3 separate regions of the Mus musculus genome follow, and regions 2 and 3 are each linked to region 1. The links are chromatin contacts, called in public promoter capture Hi-C maps. All regions are on one chromosome and are shown on one strand. The core of a region is the stretch at or near the end of the contact, and the rest is flanking DNA. Distances in the headings are between cores, read along the strand shown.

Evidence for each region. Promoter capture Hi-C pulls out the DNA fragments that hold promoters and counts their contacts.
Region 2: a promoter capture Hi-C map of hippocampal neurons shows a contact between it and region 1, with 5 times the contacts expected there. The contact joins the promoter of Prph here to the promoter of Lima1 in region 1. A contact is called at or near these places in 1 of 39 promoter capture datasets (hippocampal neurons) and 1 of 115 datasets of contacts at active chromatin or transcription factors (extraembryonic endoderm stem cells).
Region 3: a promoter capture Hi-C map of pre-B cells shows a contact between it and region 1, with 3 times the contacts expected there. The contact joins the promoter of C1ql4 here to the promoter of Lima1 in region 1. A contact is called at or near these places in 3 of 39 promoter capture datasets (the C10 cell line, cranial neural crest and pre-B cells).

Annotation. Positions count from the first base shown.
Region 1 is chr15:99,873,980-99,876,940 of GRCm38.p6, forward strand. It overlaps Lima1 (LIM domain and actin binding 1), which reads right to left and starts at 1,477. Exons shown (of 11, transcript NM_001113545.1): 1 at 1,354-1,477.
Region 2 is chr15:99,053,695-99,056,655 of GRCm38.p6, forward strand. It overlaps Prph (peripherin), which reads left to right and starts at 1,480. Exons shown (of 8, transcript NM_013639.2): 1 at 1,480-2,069; 2 at 2,410-2,470; 3 at 2,647-2,742. The coding sequence starts at 1,513.
Region 3 is chr15:99,086,270-99,089,230 of GRCm38.p6, forward strand. C1ql4 (complement component 1, q subcomponent-like 4) reads right to left here and starts at 1,459. Exons shown (of 2, transcript NM_001024702.1): 1 at 923-1,459. The coding sequence starts at 1,459.

The DNA of each region.
Region 1 (2,961 bases), core at 227-2,726:
GAACTTCTCTGGGCTGGCAAGATGGCTCAGAAGATGAAAACCTTTGCTGCACAAGACTAAGGACCAGAGTTTGATCCTCAAATCCTAAGTTAGAGAGAACCAACTCCTATAAGCTGCCCTCTGACCTCCACAAGCCTACCATAGCACGATGGCTGGTATTCATGCACACACATCACACAAATGGTAATTTTTAAAATATATATATATATATATATATATATATATATATATATATATATATATATATATATATATATATATATATATATATATATATATATATATATTGAAGGTCAGGGACAGTGGAGCACACCTTTAATCCTAACATTCAAGATGCAGAGGCAGCCATATTTCAGGCAGCCAAAGCTAGATAGCCAGCTCAAGGCTAGTCAGGGATTCTCTGAAGAAGCAGAAAGAGGAAGAGAAGAAGAAAAAGGAGGGAGAGGAGGAGGAGAAGACAACGACTGAGGAGGAGTTGTTCTTTCCTGCTAACTCTATAGCTTTTTGAAGGCTGTCTAAACATGATCACACTTGGTCGTCCATAGACTAACTGGACTAGGTATTTGTACCAGTAACTATGTAGATACAAAGTAGCCCACTCACCCACTTCCGTGCCAAGGATGATCTGCCCTCCAAAGGTCAACGTCTTAAAAACATAACCTCACAGTCTTCGGCTAACTTGCAAAGTCAACAGAACCATTTGGATTAGGCAGATTTTTGAGAGCTGGAATTAGTTGCAAGACAATAGCAGATCAGTATCTCTCACCAGGATCAGCTAAACTCATTGTTGTGAGCACCAATAAGAAGGCTAGGACGGGTGCCAGATGGTTCGCTCCTAGCACCCACGACTTCGAGCTCCAGTGTGTGTGGCCAGGGGTGTACAGTTACCTAATATTAACACCTACGGATGCGAGTGAGCAGTGGATCCCAGCTCAAGTACACCATAGCGATTTGGGAAGGACACAGCAAGTAGGAACTGTTCGGAAGGATGTTAAGTCTTAACCAGAGTTCATCTGGAGGAATGGACGGGAGAAAAATTGGAAAAGGAACGGCCGCGTGGAAGAAGGAAAGAGTGGCAGGATTACCTCCCTAAGAGGGTGTTTTAACTTTTGATGAAATGCCACTTTCCCTCCATCCCGTGCGAGACCAGGGGCCCAGGCAGCGAAGTCTCAGTCCCTTGGACTTCCCAGAAGGGAGGGCGGAGCATGGGAGGCTCCTCCAACGTGGACCCCAAGGGGTGAGCCTCCTGCTCCTGCTACCCACCGCCTCAAAATACGCGGGGAGAGTGCGGGGCTCAGCAGGGTCTCCGCGCGCATGCAGGCTGCGGAGGGCGAGGCGAGAGGAAGCGCTTACCTGACTAGAAAGCCGTCGGGGCTCGGCGCTGCACGGCCACGGTCCTGCGCTCTGTCTGCCCAGCGCACCTGTCGCAACTGGGCTGCAGCACCTTCAGCTCCGCGGCCCCGCCCCGGCCCCGCTCAGAGCCCCGCCCCCTGCCGCGGAGGCGCGCCCGTCTCCCGCCTCCCGCGCGGCCTTGGAGCGAACGTGCTCGCTCCCGGCGGCGTGTTCAACTCGTGACCGGAGCGTCGCCCTAGTAGCGGTGGTGTTGCAGGAGGCGTGGCTCCTGTGTCAGCCTCCAACTTGGTCGTGTCCCCTTTCTGGCTCACCCTATCTCTCTCTGACTAGAGATTGCAGCAGTTTGATCTGAGACTCACCCAGAAATCTGGTCTAAGTGCAACTTCAGGGAAGTTCCTGGTGCTGTCGGGGTAAGTTCTGTGGAAAGGTATTTTAAGAGAGGCCATGCCCTGTGCTGCAAAGAGCTGCCAAAGAGGCCTGGCTCAGACTACATTGGATCACTTCACCTCAGTGGACCTGAGTTTCCTCAGGAAAGGATAGGATTAGATAAGAGTAGGTGGTGTCCAAGTTCTCCAAGAGCTATGGGTTTTGTTTGTTTGGTTTTTGGTTTTTTGTTTTTTTCAACAACGGGTGGTTTTCCTTCATTTTCTTTTGAGACAGAGGAGGGTCATCACATGTAGCTGAGATTAGCCTGGAACTCACAGTGTAGCTGAAGTGATCTTTGAGCTGTTGGCTCACAAAACTGCCCGTAACTCCAGCACCTGGGGAACCTGATACCATTTTCTGGCGTCCGTGAGGAACTGCACACACATCACACACTCACACACATATACATACTAATAAGATTAAATAAAAGTCTTTTTTAAAAGAGGCTCTAAGAGAAGGGTAGTAGCACACACCCTAGAGTGGGCTTGCACTTCTCAACAGTGTCTGCAAGACCTGTTTCTGTTTCTGCACTAGGAATGTGAGGGTCTGAATAGATCATGAGGAGACATAGCATGTGGCCATCCAGCCCTCAGATTCTTGGCTCCACCACCATTCCTCTCTGCACGAAGCCTTTTGATAGTATCCTTTCCTGAGGTCTAGTGACATACCAAACGAAAGGAATTCTGAGGCTTTTCATGTGAGTGTTGATTAGTATCATAAGGGCCAGTGGTAGAAAGATTTGTTCAACTCCTAAAGCAGTCACTGGCAAAGGGCACAGGACATGTGGCCTTTATCCTGGCAACTGAGGTAGGATGGTTGCCTTGAGTCCCTGGATGTCCAGTGTTACAGAGTGAGAATAACCCAAAAGGAACAAAACAAGAAACCTACAAAAAGCTGTTGATGAACAAGTTTTAAGGAATTGAGCCATTCACCAAGGATAGAATATCATTCAAAAATCTAACCTAGACTGATTTCTGGATAAATGTACTAAAGAAGCAAATTAACTTTATTCGAAGATTAAAAGGGTTTTGTTTTTGTTTTTGTTTTTTTAAACGGGAAATCAGCAAACTTCTCTAACAGCTTGGGAAAGGAGCTTCATAAGCCGAACAAGGAAGTAATGATATTGGCTTTGCTTTATTTGATACGGTCACATGGCAGCTCCCTAGTTATATAACCAATTGA
Region 2 (2,961 bases), core at 230-2,729, 820 kb before region 1:
CCCAGTCAGGCATCCAGCCTAGAACCCCAAGCCTTCTTCTCTTACACCCGTCTCTTTCTCAGGACCCAACTGAGGTAGACTCATCCTGTTTGAGAGTCCCAGGGTCCCCAGTGGTAGCAGACACATGGCTCTCAGCAAACCCAAAGGGCTTCAGCATCCTTTCTCCTGCAGAGAATCCAGACGGCCTCTGTCCACTCCTGGGACTGCCTGTGCTGCATTCTGGAAGTAGTGTGTCACACAAAGGTCAGACACCAGCCTTTCTGCTAACTGGGGTGTGGGGGCGCTGTTAAGGGGTGTAGCTGTGTATTCCTGTCATGTCTGTGCACACATGCATATTTGTAGCCTCTACAAAGCTGGCTCAGTGAGTATTGGGCAAGTTATCTGTGGACCTGTCGGAGGACTTCTCTCTCTAACAGGCTGTAGTGGCTGGGTATCTCTCCCATCTCATCTCCCTTTATCTGCACCATGTCTGGGTACCTGCATCTCCTCTGCACTGGAGACTGGTGCCTACTAGTCTATATGTCTTTCAGCCCTGGCAGCTGCTATCCCCCACCCCCCTCCCCTTCCTACTTCAGGAATTCCTCTGGTTCCCGTAAGGCCCGTGACTGCCCAGCAGATGGTGTGGAGGGGGCACCAATCCAGTAAAGGCTGAAAGTGTACCACAGGCCCACTCAGCCCCAACAAGAGTGGGCACCTCACAGGCCCTTTCATGGCACAGACCCTTGGAACCCCGACATCCTCAGCACCCTGTGAGGTGCCCACTCTTGTTGGGGTGGGTGTTACGTCCGAGTTTGGGGGCTGTGTCTTTAAGATGGAAACATCACCATGCAACTTCTGCTGGTCCAAGGGCGGGGGTGGGGGTGGGAGAGCTGGTCAGTCCATTAGCTGCAGAGCTGGCGCCAATCACCAGCCCTTTACCGTGCCCTGGGGAGTAGGCAGAGATAAGCTCTTCCCCAGCTCCCTCTGCCTCAGCCCTCGGTTGTGGCCAATGATGGGGGGCAGTTGACAACAGGTGAAAGGAGAACCCCAGTTTCAGGAGACAGGAGGAGGCACGAATTCCCTGGCTTAGGCCAGGTTAGCTCTCCCTCCACCTACCCCACTTCTCATTGCTCAAAACTTGCCCTTTTCCTCAGGTCCTCATATTCCCTAATTTTTACCCCCTCTTCTGAGAGGGCACCCCAGGTCAAGCCATGTCCTCCCATTCTAGGCTCCAGCGTTGGATGCATGCTCTAAGGTAGACCTTAGCCCACCTCCATCACATCCCGGATCTCAGCCAGCAACAAGGGGGAATCAAGCAGGCAGGGTGCCAGCAACCAGGAGAGGGAAGGGGTGGTGTCCTCTCTCTGCAGGGTGGGGCATCCCCCTCCCCACACAGCCCAAGGCTGAAGTCAGGCCAGTGGGAGGAGCTGTCGTGGCCCCCCACCCCCCCTCCCCGGAGACCGCAGGGCTATAAAGCCGCCCCGCATCGGTCTGCAGCTCCTTGCCACCCGGCCTAGTTCTGCCAAGCGCTGAATGCCATCTTCCGCCAGCATGAGCCATCATCACTCGTCGGGCCTGCGGTCCAGCATCAGCTCCACCTCGTACCGCCGGACCTTTGGGCCGCCGCCCTCACTGTCCCCCGGGGCTTTCTCCTACTCGTCCAGCTCTCGCTTCTCCAGCAGCCGCCTGCTGGGCTCGGGGTCCCCGAGCTCCTCGGCGCGGCTGGGCAGCTTCCGTGCCCCTCGAGCGGGGGCACTGCGCTTGCCCTCGGAGCGCCTCGATTTCTCCATGGCCGAGGCCCTCAACCAAGAGTTCCTGGCCACTCGGAGCAACGAGAAGCAAGAGTTACAGGAGCTCAACGACCGCTTCGCCAACTTCATCGAGAAGGTGCGCTTCTTGGAGCAGCAGAACGCAGCCCTGCGCGGGGAGCTGAGCCAGGCGCGGGGCCAGGAGCCGGCGCGCGCCGACCAGCTTTGCCAGCAGGAGCTGCGCGAGCTGCGGCGCGAACTGGAGCTGCTGGGCCGGGAGCGCGACCGGGTGCAGGTGGAGCGGGACGGGCTGGCGGAGGACCTAGCGGCGCTCAAGCAGAGGTCAGAGGGCAGGACCGGGCCTGCCAGACGCTCCCTTCGCTCCCCCTGCCTTCCCCTCCAGATCCAACAGCCCTAGGGCGTGGCCGGGCTGGCCAACCCCAGGGCGAGCCTGCAGCATCCAAGCCAGCCCCCTCCCTGCACTTTGCTCCGAGAGCCTAGCGGAAGTGACCAGACATTAAGGGGACTCCCTTCTCTGTTCCTAGTCCGTTAGACGGGCAGACTGAATCCCTCCTTTTAGATCCAGGACAGCTGCATAAGCAGATGGGGGCGGGGTGCTGGATGTGGCACGAGGTCTGGGAGGTCACCCCGCAGTTCAGCATCTTCCCACTCTGCCTGTCAGGTTAGAAGAAGAAACCCGCAAGCGGGAGGATGCGGAGCACAACCTGGTGCTCTTCCGTAAGGTGAGTGAGGGGTCACGTCGAGTCCCAACACCCCAGCTGCACCCCCAGCTGCGTCTCCAGGGTGGCATCGGTGGGTTAAGGGAGGCCACTCCGTGCTTCCGAGACAGACAGGGAAGACCTGGCCCTTCCCTGGCCTGAGGAGCCCTCCTATTGATCCCCTATTCCCGTTCGCGAAGGACGTGGACGACGCCACTCTGTCCCGCCTAGAACTGGAGCGCAAGATTGAGTCTCTGATGGATGAAATTGAGTTCCTCAAGAAGCTACACGAAGAGGTGGGTGGTCGGGGTGTCTGGGAAGGCTTGGGAGAGACCTCGCTGAAGCTGCGCAGACAACAGGGATGCGTTGTGATGACAACCCCACCCTTTACAGGTGTTTTTGACTCCCACCCATGCGCCACCTGTTGGCGATAGGGGTAACTACACCCTGAACCTGACAACTGGCTTAAGGGCAACTTGGGCTCAGGTCTCAGAATTCAGAGGGGGTGCACTCCC
Region 3 (2,961 bases), core at 209-2,708, 790 kb before region 1:
TCCTGCAGAGTACAGGCAGCTCTCTCCACTCAGCCCTATGGCATCTTGCTTGTTCAAATATGTGGGTCTTTGGGGGTGCTATCCCCTCAAATCTTAGGTGGCAATGCTTTTTGACTCCCCACTGGGGCAACACCTAGAGGAATCTGAGAGGTTCCCAGGGTGGGCTTAGGCCCCAAAGACCAGGCCTCCCTTCTTCCTGTCCATTGTCTCCTAGCTTTTCCAAATCCAATCTGGTTTACCCCACCACTTATATAGCCCCTGGAGCCAGAGACCCTTGTCCACATCTGCCTACACAATCAGTATTAACTGGGAGGAAAGCTTGGTCTAGGTTTGGCTCCAGGTCCTGGGGATAAACAAATAAGATCTAGTAGAGAGGCCAGTTAGTGTTTTCTCCCCTCCACCCCCTTTCACTTCTCTTTGAAAATTCAAGCTGAATGACTTCCCCTGGGGGGAGACTGCCACTACCCAAAACAAGAGATCCCATTCCATTCCCTGAAACCAGGTTCTCTAATAGCTTGTTCCATGCCAGGGCCAGGAAACCCACTGACTGGGAAGACCACCCCAATAGAGAGGGCAGCTCAAGGAAGAAAGAAAGAAGAAGCTATGGGCTGGGGAAGGTGCCACGGACATTTGATTTGGCAGGCTACAGTCGGAGGTTGGAGCGTGGAGGTTGGGGCCTTTGAGTCCTGAGTTCTAGCTCTGACCTCAGCCTACTGTCCTGTCAGGTGATTTTCTTTTCCAGACGCCCCCCCCCCCAATTCCTCCTCTTTGACTAAATTGAGTGACATTAGAAGTTTGGTAACCTTGCCAGTCTTGGATACCCTGATAGTGTTTCAGGGGAGAAGCTGGATTGTGAGCTGAGCGCGGGGAGTTTTAGGAAGTCATTAGCAGGATCTGGGGCTAAGTAGAGGGGCAACCTCACCTGTCCGTTCTTCATCAGATCGGCCCACATGCTGGTACCGTCACCGCCTCGCATGAGCACATGGTAAGCGAAGAAATAGACTCCTGGCATGGGGCAGGTGAACTTGCCGCTGGCTGCCTCGTAAGCGTTGCCCACGTTGGTCACCACGTCGTCAAAGCGCAACACTTCATAACCCTCGTGAGGCCGCCTTAGACCCGCGTAGAAGGCAATTCGGGGTACATAGCCGGCAGGGGGCGCTGCCCCTCCAGGGCCTGGGCCAGGAGGACCTGGGGGTCCTGGCCTGCCTGGCTCTCCAGGGGGCCCTCTGGGACCTGGGGGTCCTGGTGGCCCCCGCAGGCCTGCCTTCCCTCGCCGCCCCACCTCTCCCTTGGCACCTGGAGGTAAGGAAGGCACCGAGGCGGGCGCGCCGTCGGGGCCTTGGCCTCGGGATGCGTGGGGGTCACACACCATGCGACAGCGACCTAGCATCTCATAGTGTGTTGGTCCGCGAGAGCTGTGCACCAGTAGCGGGATGGCTACCAGCAGCAGCAGCACCATGGCCACCCCGACGGCTGCGCCCGCCACCCGCTTGCGGCGGCTCAGCCGTGACGCGGCCAGGGCCAGCAAATCCTCCTCACTTTTGGGCGCAATGGTGGCGGGGGCCCGGGGCTCTCCGCGGGCTCGGGCCCCGGTCTGGATCTCCCGACGGCTGTGCCGGACCACCTTGCCGCGGCGAATTCCTTCTGTGACAGCAGTGCTGTTCCCCAAACCGCCTGTCAGGGTGGCGATCTCCCCGTGAGCTGGGCCAAGGACAGCCCTTGAGGGTTCAGAACCTACAGTCTGATATTACCCTCGGGTGCAGTTCTAATGATTCAGGGCGCCTGAAACCTGCAGCTTCTTGGACGGCTGGTTTCTCACAGGTCTAAGATGCCACCTCTCCAGACAGTTGCTTTCTTGCGGACAGCTGTGCCTGGTCCCGGGCTCCCCTCGCTGATTTCTCCCGGCTAGACCGGGGACCTCTCCCCGCTCTCCCGACGTCCCAGGCTCTGAGCTGGCGCGGGAGGTGAGGTGGGGGGCTCTCTCTGGACGCGACCTCGTCAGAGATTTTGCACTCTAGCTCGTGGAAAGCACTACCTGCCTCCTACGGCCGCGGTGGCCGCAGCCCTCATCAGAGCCCTAGCCAGGCGTCCCTCTCCAGCAAGCGCTCTCCCTCTCTGCGTCCCTAACCTTCCTCCCTGGCAGCAGTGCGGGTGGTGTGAGTCGCTGCGCGGCAGGAGCCACTATAAGCGGCCGCAGGCGGAGCGACCCCTGGCGCCCAGAGCGGGAAGCACGGGGGCGGGGCAGGCCGCGCCATCTCCCCCCACCTCTCCGCCGAGCCCCGGGCCTCCAGGTTCCCTGCCTGCTCCCAGGGCTCTGCAGCGATTCTCAGCCCTCACCGTATGTATCCTCACTTTCACCCTGTAGCTGGAGTTTGGTATTCTCAGCGCTTAAAGGAAGATAAACACAGTGATGGGGTAAACAGGGGTCAGGCTACAATATACGTATAAAACCTCAGAGGGGGAATGCAGAGCTAAACAAGGGGCAAGGGGGACTCATATATAACAAACAGAAAACAGAAATAAATAGCAATTCGCCATCACACGTCCCTCGGTGCCCCCAACCAAATACAGAACATGGCAAAGGGCTCAATCGGTACTTGTTGACCAGTCTGGGAAAAGGCAAATCTGTCATTCCCACCCTGGCCTCTATGAATTTGGGGGGGGGGGTGTCTCATAGCACATAGCAGCAGAAGCAGCAGAGAGAAATGAAAGGAGAGAGAGAGAGAGAGAGAGAGAGAGAAACTAGGGAATGAGCAGGAAACGGACAGCCGAGAAATCAGAGACAGAAACAGAGACAGAGAGACAAAGCTTCGAAAAGAGACTGACAGACGGCCCCAGAGCGGGAGAGGGAGAGACAGAGACAGAGAGAGAGAGAAGGGAGCCCAGACAGGTTGACAGATCGAGAGAGAAATGTAAATGGCGCGCTGCAGAGAGACACCCAGGTCCGTGTTCGGACTCCAA